Linked DNA regions of Oryctolagus cuniculus: region 2 is linked to region 1. A link is a contact called in public Hi-C data. All regions are on one chromosome and are shown on one strand. The core of a region is the stretch at or near the end of the contact, and the rest is flanking DNA. Distances in the headings are between cores, read along the strand shown.

Region 1 (3,963 bases), core at 394-2,893:
GGTATTGTACAGGGGTCGGATCAGGGAGGGCCTTGGAAACCACGGTGCAGGGGCACTGGAGACGGGCACACCTGGGCTCAGGGACTTGCACCGCCAGCTACGGGGCCTTAAGGCGAGTCGCTTGATCTTGCTCAGCCCGTGTACTTCCTCCTCAGTCACGTGGCATCACCAGAGTACCTCCCGTGCAGGAGAGTGAAATGCAAAAGTCCTTGTCAAGAATTTAGGACAAGGGCCATTGTGGCACAGTGGCTCGATACCCAGCTGAGCCCCAGTTCAAGTCCCAGCTGTTCTGCTTCTGATCCAGCTGCCTGCTAATGCACCTGGGAAGGCAGCAGAAGATGGCCCAAGTGCATGGGCTCCTGCCGCCCTCGTGGTAAACCTGGAGGGAGTTCTGGCTCCTGCCTTCAGACAGACCCAGTGCTGGCCGTTGCAGGCATTTGGGGGACGATGATGAACAAGTAGACAGAAGATCTCTTTCTCTTTCTTTCTCTACTGCTCTGCCTTTGAAATAGATAAAAATAGCTAAACGACATTAACATATACATTTCTGTTTTTAAATTTTTTAAAGTTATTTATTTAAGAGACAGAAAGCTCTGCTGCATTGCCCCAAATGCCTACAATGGCTGCGACTAGGCTAGACAGAACCTGGGAACCAGGAACGCCATCCAGGTCTCCCAAGAGGGTGACAGAAACCCAATTTCCTGAGCCATCAGTGCAGCCTCCTAGGATTTGCATTTGCAGGAAGCTGGAGTCAGGAGCAGATCCGGGTATTGAACCCAGGCACTCAGATACAGAGTATGAGTTTAACACGAGGCCGCCTGCCCGCCCGCCCTGTCCCGCGTTCGTCCCCAGGGGCTCAGCCCTCAGCTCCTCCTCCTGCTGCTCCCCCTGCCTCTGCTGGCTCTCCAGCTGCTCCCACAGCTCTCCAAAGACGACTTTCGTTTTCCAACTCTCCTTCCGCTGCTGACAAACAGGCATTAGCCCCTCGCCGCCTGCAGCCGGCACTCAGGCCCTCTCCACAGCCACCTCTGTGCTTCGCGCCCCCTCCTCTCCACCTCCACAAGTCCCACGAGCTGCTCCTCGCCTGCTCTCACCGCACTGAGCGAGGGTATCACCGCGTGCTCGCTCCAGACAGCGGTGAAAAAACAGCTTTGCAGCCAGACCGGGCTCTGAGTCCTGGCTGTGCCACTCAGGATCTGTGTGGCTTAAGCTGCTCATGGCTTCCGTTTCCTCACCCCGAGTGAAGGCGTGATGATACCGACTCCAGGGAGTACTGTGTGGACTCCCACGCACTAGCGACCTGGCCGTCTCCACTTCACCACACCCCTCTTCCAAGGCCTGGACCTGCATGTCCAACGGACTCCAAGGCATTTCTGCTGGAGTACCCCACAGCAGATGCACACCCACCATGTCCAAATTGGGGTCCCTTACCGTCTTTGCGTCTTTCACGCTCTGGGGCTCCTCTCCCCGAGGAGGGCGTGGTCGGCCCGCCGGAAGCTGCCCGCTCACCTCCCTTCCCTTGCTGGGCCCATGGTGCCTGCTTGGTTCCCTGTGCTCCTTGCCCGGCTCTGACCTGGGCTCCCTGCAGCTCCGCAGTCCTCCTGTGAAGCGATGGGCACAGCTCCAGCACCTTGCGCAATGCGCGGCCCTTCCCGGCCTAGCTTGCTCCGGCCTCCCTTGACCTGATTCTCTTCAGGGCGCTCAAAGGGCTGCCAGTCCTGTGCTCTGTCCTACTGCTCCCACAGTCCTGCTGCTCCCCGGCTGGGGGTAAATATCCTCTCTCTCCCCAGCACTTGCTTCCTCAGGCTGCCGCCTACTCATTCCTCCAGGCTCGCATGGGAGCCCAGCTCCAGGACAGGCTGCGTGTGCCCCCCGGGGGTGGGGCTGGGAACCCCGCCCGTGCTGCCTCCCACAGGTGCCCTACGGAAGGGGCTGTCTTCTAGGCCCAGCCCCTGCCCATGATGGGCCTGTAATGTGCGCGGCGGCTGAGAGGTAAACAGGTATCCTGAGCAATCTTTGCTCCTTTCTCCCAGCCACAGATGGGCCTCTCCTGGACCCTCCTCGTGAGTTCCACGTGCCCTGCATTCGCCCGTGTCTAAGTGGCTTCTTCAGTGCCCCCGGCCTTCAAATTCTTCTTCTTTTTTTTTTATTATTTTAAAGATTTATTTATTTGAAAGGCAGAGTTACAGAGAGGCAGAGGCAGAGAGAGAGGTCTTCCATCCGCTGGTTCATTCCCCCAATGTCTGCAATGGCTGGAGCTGAGCTGATCCAAAGCCAGGAGCTTCTTGTGGGTGCAGGGGCCTAAGGACTTGGACCATATGCTACTGCTTCCCAGGCCACAGCAGAGAGCTGGAGTGGAAGGGGAGCAGCCGGGACTAGAACCAGCGTCCATATGGATGCCAGCACCACAGGCAGAGGATTAGCTCACTGTGCCACGGAGCCATCAGCCATCAACTTCTGACTGCTCCGTAGATGACTTCACAACATCTCATGGCTGCTATAACTATTTTAAAATATTTATTTAATATTTGAAAGGCAAACTGACAGAAAGAGAATCTTCCATCCACTGGTTCGCTTCCCAAAATACCGGTGCTGAGCCCGGCTGAAGCCAGGAGCAAGGAGCTCCATCCAAGTCTCCCACGTGGGTGGCAGGGGCTCAAGCACTTGGGCCGTCTTCTGCTTTCCCAGCAGGGAGCTGGCTCGGAAGTGGAGCAGCCAGGGCTCCAACTGGCACTGCACCATGGGATGCAGGCATCCTAAGCAGAGGCTTAACCCCTGCTATTATTATTTATTACATATTACTGTTATGAACAAACGAATGCTTACAGCTTATTCACTCTTTCATCACACCAAAACGGAGCAGCCGTTCTGGACAGGCAGATTGACCTCAGAGGCTCTGGGAGAGCAGCAGATTCATAGCATGGTCCAAGGTCAAGGAGAGAGGCAGGGGAGAGCACTGCAGTCGGAGTGGGGGTGGAGACTTCAGAGAGGACAGGAGAGTGGACAGAGGTGGACAGTGGGGAGGGAGAGGGCACCAGAGGCCGAGAGGCATGGTGGGATGGAGGATTTGAGGAGCTGCAGTTGGTGTGGCAGAGCTGGGGGCCTGGACCCCTGTTGATAAGGCCAGCGAGGGTGCTGGAAGGGAATGCAGGGAGTTAATCAGTTAACAGCTGCAGGTGAAGCTAACACACAGACTTTGACAATCCTGGGTAGATGATGAAACTCTGCCCTACAGCCCGCCACAGCCGACCACAGGGCCACAGGGCCAGGGCCCTGTTCCTATTAACTTCCCCTGATGGCTCACCCCAGCCAATCCAGGAGCAGCCATGAGTCTCCTGATGCCCTGCCAGGAGTTGTCCCGCCCCCTCCTCTGTAGCCGACAGAGGTCCAGTGTGAGCGACTTCACGTCTTCCTCCCCAAAACGTCCATGCTCATTAAAAAAATGCTCTTGGCTCGGGTCCAGCAGACATTTCTTCAGCTGCCCCTAGCCCTGCTGTTGGTAGTTTGGGGACTGTCCCCAGACCTCATCCTTCTCCGGCTAGCACCCGGAGATCAGAGTCCCCTGGTCCCAGGGCTTGGGTTTCACGCCAGCCTGCAGGTCCTGAAGCCCCTGAAAGAGTGTTTACACAAGGACCACAGCGCTGTGCTTGACCCACAGCCGGGTGGCACTGGGAGCTAAACGAGAGAGGCCCCCACCCTCCTGCCCACTCCCCTGGCTCCTCCTCGGTGTATTTGCCCACATACTTAGGGGCGTACACCCATGCATAGGATTTTTTTTTTTTTTTTTTTGGACAGGCAGAGTGGACAGTGAGAGAGAGAGACAGAGAGAAAGGTCTTCATTTGCCATTGGTTCACCCTCCAATGGCGCTGCAGCCGGCGCGCTGTGGCCAGCGCACCGCGCTGATCCGATGGCAGGAGCCAGGTGCCCTTCCTGGTCTCCCACGTGGGTGCAGGGCCCAAGCA
Region 2 (3,963 bases), core at 905-3,404, 160 kb before region 1:
GTCACCTCCTCCCTGGCCGAGCCCAGCATGGCTTCCAACTTGCTGTTCTCCTCCATGAGCACGCTGTTCTGTTTCACCAGGGACTGGCCGATACGAGCCGCCGTGTTCAGGTCGCGCTCTCTCTGCAGAGAGACCCCCGCCTGTGGTGACTGCTTTCCCCATTGTCAAGCTCTCCCAGACGGGAGGGAGAGGCTCGGAGGTGCACAGGGGGCAGCAGGAGGCCAGGACTTCAGGGGAAACCCCCCCATCCTGCAGTTCTCAATGTGCCCGGCCGGAGTCTGCCACTAACCCACCATGGGACCCGACTCAGTGAGTGCCCCTTATGGAAAAAGGCAGTTCTAACCAGCCTGGCTGGGCGCTCTCCCCTAGCCTGAACATCCTGTATCCACTGCCTTCCAGAAGACCAACCGTCCTCCCCTCCCCGCTGGGTTGCCAGAGACTCAGGCAGGCAGGAAACAGACTAGACCCTTCCAGGCTACTTGGCAGAACTAAAGGGGGTGGGGGAGACTGGCTAGGGCTCGGGGCTGGCCTGCCTGGGAAGTGGGTACACACCTCCTCCAGCAAATACAGCATCACTTTGATATCGTCTTGGGTGATCTTCTTGGCTGGGGGTAGGTTAGGGCACAGCGCTGCGGGAGGCACAGGCAGTCAGGAACCAGGGAAGCTATGCCTCCAGGCGCCCACTGGAGTCCACACGGGGGTCGTGGAGGGAGGGCACTGGGCCACTTTCCTGCCCCAACATCCTCCCCCAGTACTCATCCACCCCCCAGTATTCAGCCCCTGCCTCCAGGGGCCAACTGGACCAGACTCCCGCCCCCATAGCGAGATCTGGGTAAAGCGAGGGAGTGGCAGTCCTCGGGGCTCAGGAACTGGACTCCCAGGCCACCCGGGTCCCCGCACCTAGGAGGCAGCATGGGAGCACAGCCACGCACTGGCTCCATGAAGCCGCGCGAGTCGCAGAAACAGACTCAGTCCCCACCCTGCACCTGTTGCGCACTGACAGGAGGGGAGGGAGAGACTTCCAGAACCGAGACAGGGGTACCCAGACCGGAGGTCTGCCCCGCCCCGACTCAGAATAGGACGGAGACAAGAAGAGGGGCAGATGCCAGGCTGGGCGGGAGCGCGACCTAGACTCCCCTGGCCCCTAGAAGTCCAGAAGTGCGCAACGCTTGCCCCTCCGCCCACCAGCTCTGGGTCGCCGGCGAGCCCTGTGGGCCAGCGCAGGCTCAGAGCGCGCCTGGCGGCGCCCTCCCGCAGCCCCCCGCCCCTCTCCTGGCATTGCAGTAGACGGGGAGGGGGCACTGAGAGCGCGCAGATCCGCTGCAGCAACAGGCGCCCGAAGCGGCGGGGGAGCTTCGGGCCCTAGCCCGGACGCACCCGCGGGAATCAGGGAGCCACCGGGGAGCAAGAGATAGGAAGGGGGCGGCCAGACAGCGCTTCAGACAGGACACCGCCGGGGGGGGGGGGGGGGGGTAGCCGGCTGGGACCGAGAGCCGGGGGCGGGGCTCTCGGACTCGACGGGGCCCCTTCTCCCCGGAGCTGCGAGGGTCCCGCCCGTCCCGGGTCCCCGGGGACCTGGTTACCTTCCTGCAGCTCCCGGATGAAAGCGGCGCGCTCAGGGCCAGACACCCCGGGCCGCCGGCCAATGTAGGCGGCCGGCGTTTCCCAGATGCCAGCAGCCTTTCCACGTCCCAGGCCCGTGGCCCGGGGACCAAAGGGCCCTTGAAACACAAAGCGGGTCCAGGGCGCGTCCCCGTGTTCGGCCCAAAATGCAGCCGCGCGCTGGGCTCGGGACTTGGTCCCGGACTGGGGCCCGGAGGCTGCTCCGGGTCCGGCCCCCGGTGCCTGCGCGGGGCTGGGTTCGGGCTCGGCCGAAGGCTCTGGAGCGGGGCCGGCTGCGGGCGGGGGTTCGGGGATGACCGCTGCTGGATCCCCAGGGCCGGGGCCGGGGCCGGACTCCAGCCCATCGCCGGCGCAGCCCTGCCCCTGCTCCTTCGGGCGCATCTCGACTCCGCAGTCCGCTGCCGCAGCCGGTGCTTTATAACCTGCGCGCGGAACCGGTACCCCCGGGCCGTGCCACGCGTGGGGACGGGGGTGGCCGAGAATGAGGCGGCGGGACAGAGCGCGCGCGGGGGCAGAGCGGAGGACGCAGGCAGAAGCCGGGCTGCGAGGAGAGTGCGGCGTAGCGTCCCGCCCGCCCCGCGGGCGGGGGCTCAGAGTGAGGGTTTCTGCCCTCTCTCCCCCATCTCTGGAGAATGGTTCCTCCCAAAGCCGCTGCCTCCCGAGAACTCTCGGACGAGACTCCAGCCAGGTCTCCAGCTACTAGCGCCCACCGCCTCCGCGGCCTCCGCGGCCTCCACTCCCGCCTTCCCTGGGTCGCGCCCGCCTGGGTGACCGGTGGGCGCGGCGGTGTCGTGCCTTTTGCGGTGAGCGGGGGACCGTGCGCAGCCAGCAACGCCGCCGACTTGGCTTTGTCTGCCTCCTGCCAGCCTGGCAGACACCTGTTCTGTCCTTGGGCGACTTCCCTGAGCGTCCCCGGTGAGCCGTGGGGCAGGCGAGAGGGGGCCCTGGCTGGCCCCTGGGTCACTGCTTCCTCCCAAGCCCCAGGACCGTTCCTGGTGTCCCCGCTGCCTTCTCCTGCACACCCCGGCGCCCAGCCCTACTGAATCAGCCTCTGAAACATCGCTCGAATGCTGGCCTCCTCCTCAGCCCTTCTGCTTCCTCCCATCTCAGACTCAAGGAGGCCGCCCCATCCCGTGTCCCCACATCCTCCCACGGGGTCTCTCATCCGTCTCTAACCCGTCCCCTGGCTCATGCGCCTAAGCCAAGGAGTTCCAGGTGCCCCTGGCCCAGCCGCTGCTCCTAGCCTGAGTCCTACACAGGGTTTGGGGCCCCCACACCCAGGCGAAGCTCCTGGTACCTGTGGGCCCAGGTGATGCAGCTGCAACAGGAGACGCCACCCAGGAGGGATCAGCGTGAGCCCTCCACCTCCTTCCTCTGGGCTCACTTGTTCATTCCACAGATGTGTACAAGGGCCTCCTGTGCGTGTCAGGCCCTGCGTCTGGGGCAAGAGCAGGAACAAGAGAAACCAGATGTCTGTTCCCTCGGAATTCAGAGTCTAAAAAGGAGGCAGACAAGCAAGATAATCACAGGCTGCAGTGAATTCTCAGAAGGAAGCGAACAAGGAGCCACAAAGGAGGAGAGCAAAGCCCCACCTGCAGGTAGGGTGCTGAGAACCCGGCGTTCGCATTTCAGCCCACACCTGCGCGACCCACTCAGATCCCCTCCTCCGCTCAAGCAGGACCTCCCTCTCCCAGAGCCGGTATTGCCCGCTGCCGGCTGCAGGCTGAACGCACCACCTGCCCCCTCGTGCCACACACCCACCACAGCCCCACAGGGATTCACTTGCCCAGCCATTGAAAGCGCGGTCCTGGCCAGCGCCGCGGCTCACTAGGCTAATCCTCTGCCTTGCAGCGCCGGCACACCGGGTTCTAGTCCCAGTCGGGGCGCCGGATTCTGTCCCGGTTGCCCCCCCTTCCAGGCCAGCCCTCTGCTGTGGCCAGGGAGTGCAGTGGAGGATGGCCCAAGTGCTTGGGCCCTGCACCCCATGGGAGACCAAGATAAGTACCTGGCTCCTGCCATCGGATCAGCGCGGGGCACCGGCCGCAGCGCGCCAGCCATGGTGGCCATTGGAGGGTGAACCAACGGCAAAGGAAGGCCTTTCTCTCTGTCTCTCTCACTGTCCACTCTGCCTGTCAAAAAAATTAAAAAATAAAAAATAAATTTAAAAAAAGCACGGCCCTGTCTGGTTGTGCTGTTACTGAAACACTGGCTCCAAACCATCACCTCATTCGCCGGGAATCAGAACCCCACACCCTCGACCCTGCCCTCCCTGTCCTCACTCCAGGTCGCCGGTCCCTTCTGACAAGCTGTTGCGCGTGGCTCAGGCCAGAGACATTGGAG

Evidence for each region. Hi-C and Micro-C count contacts between places; a contact is called where the count stands out from the background.
Region 2: a Hi-C map of an unstated tissue shows a contact between it and region 1, with 4 times the contacts expected there. The contact joins the promoter of HAP1 here to the enhancer-like site in region 1. A contact is called at or near these places in 2 of 6 Hi-C or Micro-C datasets (ear pinna and an unstated tissue).

Annotation. Positions count from the first base shown.
Region 1 is chr17:20,797,486-20,801,448 of mOryCun1.1, reverse strand. The region is part of intron 7 of ODAD4 (outer dynein arm docking complex subunit 4); the gene reads left to right. Among named protein-coding and RNA genes, the nearest start is that of ODAD4, 10 kb to the left of the region's middle. Within about 2 kb of position 1,643, at least 2 of the 8 cell types and tissues checked have an H3K27ac peak or open chromatin away from gene starts, as enhancers often do.
Region 2 is chr17:20,960,228-20,964,190 of mOryCun1.1, reverse strand. It overlaps HAP1 (huntingtin associated protein 1), which reads right to left and starts at 2,154. Exons shown (of 13, transcript XM_051825678.2): 1 at 1,584-2,154; 2 at 553-629; 3 at 6-122. The coding sequence starts at 2,004.